Linked DNA regions of Mus musculus: region 1 is linked to region 2. A link is a contact called in public promoter capture Hi-C data. All regions are on one chromosome and are shown on one strand. Each heading gives the region's core, a stretch centred on a gene start, on an enhancer-like site or on the middle of the called end of the contact. The rest is flanking DNA. Distances are from core to core; before and after follow the strand shown. Region 1 holds the start of Them4 (thioesterase superfamily member 4). Region 2 holds the start of Crnn (cornulin).

Evidence for each region. Promoter capture Hi-C pulls out the DNA fragments that hold promoters and counts their contacts.
Region 1: a promoter capture Hi-C map of hippocampal neurons shows a contact between it and region 2, with 6 times the contacts expected there. The contact joins the promoter of Them4 here to the promoter of Crnn in region 2. A contact is called at or near these places in 5 of 39 promoter capture datasets (the 3T3-L1 cell line, 3T3-L1-derived adipocytes, hippocampal neurons and 2 more).

The regions. Positions count from the first base shown.
Region 1 is chr3:94,308,065-94,311,411 of GRCm38.p6, reverse strand. It overlaps Them4 (thioesterase superfamily member 4), which reads right to left and starts at 1,280. Exons shown (of 6, transcript NM_029431.1): 1 at 1,124-1,280. The coding sequence starts at 1,195. It overlaps Gm36010 (a long non-coding RNA gene), which reads left to right and starts at 1,359. Exons shown (of 4, transcript XR_867460.2): 1 at 1,359-1,540.
Region 2 is chr3:93,142,863-93,146,158 of GRCm38.p6, reverse strand. Crnn (cornulin) reads right to left here and starts at 1,370. Exons shown (of 3, transcript NM_001081200.2): 1 at 1,321-1,370.

The sequences.
Region 1 (3,347 bases), core at 31-2,530, 1.2 Mb before region 2:
GTTCTCAGCTCAGCACAGACTGCCAGGCTCCAACATGTAATTAAACTAATTCATATTTGTTGTTGTAAGACTAGCACGAATCATTTTCTTTTCTAATCGGCAAGATGGTACCTGGCTGATGTCAATACATCAACATTCATCATTATTTTAAAATTGTGTGTGTGTGTCTATCACCCAGGGCCTCCAGCCCTCTTATTGTCTAGCAGGAAGCTGCAATAGCTTGAGAGAGATGCCACTCCCCTAATAATCAAAGTTCTTTTTCATTTCTCAATACAGAGCTGTTCCCTGTCAGCTGTCGTTCTTTATTACAACACATTGTATACAAACATTTGATTTGGCAAACTGATCCCATTCTCCCAAATTAAACCCGTAAATTTCTTGGGCGGAACGTTTTTTCCCCTTAGCTAACTATAATACGACCTATCGTCAGTGGCCAATCACACCTGACATATATGATAGTCTTTAAACTAACAGGCTCCCATTAGACAGTTTGGGCTAACTCTATCGAGCCAGTCCAAGAGCAATTTCTTTGATAGAGACAGTTCTTACTGTCGATATACATTTTCAGTACACACGGACACACACGCGGGCGTGAGTTGGAGCTCAACAAGTATTGACTACATCAATAGAACAAAGGCAGGGATAAAAATATGGACAGGCAACATTTAAGATTTACATTCCAGGTATGCTAAATGCTTCCCTTGCATTATCTCATTTAGTCTCATAACATCCTCTAAGATGATGAAAACGGGCTAGAGAGGGAGTAATTATCTGACAATCAGAAGTCTACTTCTTCCTGAATTGGTTATAACGAATCAGAGTCTATCAGGATTAGATCCCTGCTAAGGATAAATGGTCTTCTCCAGGGGTCAATAATGGCTCTTTCACAGTTTTCTGGGTGACCTTGCTTATCCTTTCTTATTATCTCAGTCTTAGTAGTGGCGATCCCATCCCTGCAGACCTAGTTCAACCTTGAGTCACTTTCCCTTCCGGCTCCTCCCGATTCGAATCTCAGGGCAGAAGAGCCCAAGAGCCCCGTCACAGCCAGGGGCAGGTGTTAGCTTAGTCTCGGTCGTGCTGTCTCCCCTTCTCGCCCCACGAAAGCAAGCGTCCCGGGACTCACCCTAGCTGCTCCTGGCCGCCTCGCAGGCGTGGCCCCAAGAGTGCGCAGGCGCATAGCGCAGTTTCTCAGCATTGCTCAAGCCGAGGGCAGGACGCTGCTCTCTGCTCTGTTCCAGAAAGAGCCACACTATCCACACGCCGACTCTGGGCTATTAACTGTGGAGGCGGGCGGGTGGAGGGCGGAGCCGCGCGCCGCCCACAGTGCTGGCGCCTCTCCGAATCCGGGCGGACCGAATCCTCTACACCCGCTTTTGGTTCCGGGAGATTTTGCGTCCGGCTCTCAGCCACGGTTACTGCACTGGCGCAGCGAGACAGCCTAGTTTAGTTCCTTGTTCACAGGCAGTTTAACGCTCCAGCCAGCGAAAGACTCATCATCTCGGCCGAACAGGAGCACACACAAGGAGTGGATAACCACTAGGTGCGGGTTGATGGTGTTGGTCTTCTGGGTGTAGAACACGTGCACATACATTTAAAACTCTGTCAGTCTCTACTATTTAACAGGTACACTCTTCAGGTGCCCCTTCTCTCCGCACGCGCGCATATGTGTCTGTGTACTGAAAATGTATATCAACTTTTACTCTAGTAAGAACCGTCTCTATCAAAGAAATTGCTCTTGGTCTGGCTCGATAGAGTTAGCCCAAACTGTCTAATGGGAGCCTGTTAGTTTAAAGACTATCCGTTGATTCACTGATTTGTTCTTTCTGTGCTGGGAACAGAAGAATCTCAGTGTCCCACAAAGGAATACAGAAGCAAAGCAATTATTTTTGTCAAAGGGTGCACCAAGATCCAACTACAGTTAGCAAGCACACAGGGGACAGGTGGTGACTGCCCCACGCTCCCCTGACCCCAATTGCCCGGCGTTTGTTGTGATTGACTAGTTTTAAAATGATAATTACAAAGGAAATGAAAAACTAATAGAAGGAGTTGTGGATAGTCTAATATTTGGATAGTGGTGTCATAAAGCATTTAATTCTAGCACTTAGGGGCAGAGGTGGGTGGTTCAAACCAGCTAAGACAACATAATGATACCTTATCTCAAAAACCTAACCAAACCAAACAACAAAAAGCAAAACAAAAACAAAGAAAGGAAGAGAAATCTGCATTGAGTTGGAGATATGGTTCGTAAGTTTAAAAGCAATGGTTAGAATCTGAGCGCCCACATGGCAGCTCACAGCTGTTTGCAATTCCAGTTCCAGGGGATTGGATACCCTCTCTTTCTTTTGGTTTCTGTGGGCACCAGGCATGCATGTGGTGCACAGACAAAACACCCATATAAATAAAGTCAAATAACAATAATAATAGTTGTTCTCTACTCTGTTTCACAGTGAGTCTTATATGCCTTCAAGTTCTTCTGTCTTTTACCTAAGACACCCTTTTTTTGTTTGTTTTTTGTTTTTTGTGTTTTGTTTTTCGAGGCAGGGTTTTTCTATGTAGCTCTGGCTGTCCTGAAACTCACTCTGTAGACCAGACTGGCCTCGAACTCAGAAATTCAACTGCCTCTGCCTCCCAAGTGCTGGGATTAAAGGCGTGTGCCACCACGCCTGGCCAAGACACCCATTTTTATCTGAAAGCTTTCTCTTTTGTTGGAGGCTAGAGCTAGAGGTGCCTGACATGAAGGAATAGAGTTGGTTACATACCACAATTCTAGACAACAGCGAGAGTACAATAGGAAAGGGATTAGGGACTTTATTTTTGAGTTTCTAAGGTCAGAAAGACAGTGGTCTAATGACATCCTGAGAACTGCCTCCAGGGGCTAGGGATAGCTGCAAGATTGTACAGGGTAAGAACCAAATTGTGGTTGGGGTAGGTATGTAAGTTGTTAGCCCAGAAACTTGTAGCAATTTTAGGATCTGGTCGGGTGGCTCCTTGTCTTAGATTTCATCTTTCAAGGTCCCGATTGCAATTGGGAAATCATTAGCTCTGTGAGTTAATTCCAGTTCCCATTATAGGGTGCAAGCCTTCAGGGCTCACTGTTTCTGGAATTTGAGATATCCTAGGAAGTAGAAATAACAGAGAGAATGAATAAGTTAGAGGAACAAAATGGAGATCGGGCAGTGATTTGAGAAGCAGATGGAAGAAGATGGAAGCTGTTGATGTGTATGGCAGGTTTACTTAAAATCTTCGAAGTCAGACAGGAGGATCAGGAGTCCAATGTCATTCTCAGCCACTGTTGAATTTGAGGCCATTCTGAGATACATGAGACTGTGTGCATGTGTGTGTTTATC
Region 2 (3,296 bases), core at 121-2,620:
GTCCTACTGGAAACAACAGAAAACATCAAGTACACACAGCAGTTAGACCCTCCAAGGATCCAGCCCTACCCTCTCAATGTTCTTGGCCAAGGGATTCAGGAAGGAGAAGAAGGTAGGCTGCACTGTTGGAGAGAATTGGGTTAGTGGTGCTATCTGGGGTAGGAGGCCTTTTAACTGAGAGTCCAAGATGCTCTCTGCCTTCAGTCCTGGGATCTATCGGAGAAGTCAGTTTCTGTAACAGACAAGTTGTCCATTAAGTCTAAAGCACTGGTGACCTGTGATGGATGGTGCTCTTCCAAAATGAAAACTTTCATTTCCATTACCAAGGAATTTGGAGGTAGGTGAAGGGGAAGATGGGTGTGACTGAATGGGCAAGAGACATATGTGTGTTAAATAGAAGACTTAGAGAGACCAGAAAGAGGAGAGGTGCCAAAGATGACAAGGTTCAAGGACAAAGGAAGACGGAAGCTTGTAGCATCTAGAAAACCAATGAAGGGACCTTGGAGATTGTGGGTAGAGGATGGCATGGGTAAAGAAGGAAGGAGTGAGGGAAGGAAGGAGTCCTGGTTCAGGAAAAAGCAAGTCAGTGTGGTCAGAGGATTGAGGAAGTCTAGACTCCAGGTGAACTGTTCAGGAACAACTTTTCTACTGATCCAAGAGTCAATAACTCTTTCTTCTGTGTGCCTAAGGGCATAAAACTTCAATACTTCCCTATGTTTTAAAAACACATGGCAGTCTTTAGTCACTGACTATACATAATGAAAAGAAAAAAAAAAACCATCCTTTTAGTGATTATTCAGATTCTTAGAATGAAACTACAAATTCATCTTGCCTATATATCAACTTAAGGAAGGAAGGAAGGAAGGAAGGAAGGAAGGAAGGAAGGAAGGAAGGAAGGAAGGAAGAGACGGAGGGAGAGAGGATGGAAGGAAGGAAGTGCATAGCCTCTTCCTCCATAAGGCAACTTGAGCTTATTGTCTGGGTTGGCAGAAACAAAACTTCTAGAACCTTAGGAAGGAGAGGAGGAAGTTATGCTGATCCAGGATGGTACATGGGTGGTGAGTAGCTCCATTGCTGCTGCCCATGTCATCTAGTGAGAAGAGCTACAGGCTAGACCCATTGAGAGGAGAAAGCTGTGTTGCTTCAGAAGAGCAGCATTTCCCAAACGCTCTGGCTTTAGTCTGCCTGAGGCTCTCTGGGGGCCCTTCCTACCTCCAGCTAAGCACTGAGATCTGACAACTCAGATCTGACAGCTCTGAATTCATGAGCTCAGCTTGCCAAGACACCTAGAATGAGCAAGAAGTTCTGGAGGGAACTTACCTAATGCTCAGGCAGGATGGGACAAGTTTCTGTTAAGCAGTGTGTAGAGTACTTGTCAGAGGGACAAGAACCTTTTATAGAGGATTTAATGGCTCTCATATGTATTTTAGACAGGATGTCTCCACCCTACAAGCAGGCTTGATTCATCCAAGGCTTAGCCCAGCCCAGCCCCACCTCCTTTTTTCTTCAGTTCACCTTCTGACCCAAGACTGCTTTCCTCTAATTACAAGCCCTTTCTACCACATTTGGAGCTGTCTTTTGTTATGTTTGTCCCCCTTATGACTAGGAGACCCCTTTCTAATGAGCTGGGCTCAGCAGTAATTTGCACAGGCCTGAGATCCCAGGGAATATGATACATCACCTGCAAAGTAAGAGAAGTCTTTGTTTCTTCATTCAGGCATTCAAGAACATATCCGCTTATTGAAGATTATTCTTTTCAGAGTATTTTTTTATTTTTCTGATACTGCTGCTGTTACTTACACATGTTCTATTCTCTTTCACAGCTGATAAGAAAAAGGCTTAAGGTGATTATTCGTGGTCTCTTTACTGGACAGAAGGATCCCAGTGGCCCTGTGGATTTGAAAGGCAAGGCCAAAGGAAAGAACCTTTTTCATACTGACTCATAGAAACCCATTTCCTCAAAACTTCACAGCAATATCCAAGGTGAAAGTATCAATCAGTTCAGTCCAAGAGAGCATGGGGCTTTTACAATAGGTTACCTTCCTTTGGGTTCTCTCCTGCTCCATTTTATACTCACTGTCTCTGGGCTACAAGAGGAATATATTTGTCAACTATATATGCACGAACACACACACACACACACACACACACACACACACACACACACACACACACTGGAGGCCATTATACACAATTCAGGGACTCAACACCATCTGTTAGGTCAGGTGTCTTTTCTAACACAGCATCATCTGCATCAGCTGTCAGATCACAATTGGTTAGTGGAAGAGATACCAGGGCTTCTCTCAGGCTGGGTGGCAGATGACTTCTCACCCTAAAGATTTTTTGACTGGTCTGAATATCTGTCATCATGACAGCAGTCACAAACCCATCCCTTACTGAATACCTGTTCACTAGCCCTTTCCTTCATGGAGGAATCCATAACGATGAAGTGGGGGTGTCTAGAGGGTGTCCACTGATGCTGTATCTTCAATGTAACAAACAATGGTAATTGAGTTTCTCTAAAAACACTCATATTTTGAAGATATTCTGAAGATTGGCTGATCATACCTCCATGGTTGCAGACTTAAATTACCACAATGAGAGCCAAAATGACCTCAAGCTATTCTTAGTTCTTTAATAGCCATTTATTCTCTACACCTGTATTTGACTTCACCCCATCTTGACTTGTAGACTAAACTTGGAATATATTGCTAAGCTTGACATGTGTAGCTTGTCCCAACTCAGAAGATAAAGGTGTCATCAGAGCACATTGGAAACGTGTAGCAGGGCTTTTGCTGCCTTGCTGTCTCCCATCTGCATGACGTTCCATCTGTTTGTTCAGTATGTGTGATTTGTAACTCTCTTTTGAGTCTGTGAAATGTTTTAAGTAACTTCCACAATGGAACATGTTACCTGAAGCACCCTGATCTGTGCCATGGGGTCGTGGCCATTCATCTTTAAGAATAACTATTTCCTTTGGAGCAAAACTTTTTTTAAATCTCTAAATCCAGAACATTCCATGACTCTTTTCTTTGCAAAACATTTCTACAGATCAGAGAGCTGTTTCCAAGAGCAGCTTTCATGAAGAGACATTTGGTGGTACTGTTGCCAAGACAAGTTGGGAAAGAAAGGGGACAGAGACATGGTTCTTGGAAAGGAAACAAACAAAACAAAATAAAATAGTCAACAGTCTGGGCCTCCATTATCCTCTCTCCAATTGTATCCTTATCTCTCCAAAGCACTCTGTAAAGAACACCCTGGAAACCCAGTAAGTAGCTCAGAGTCATCCCTGAAAA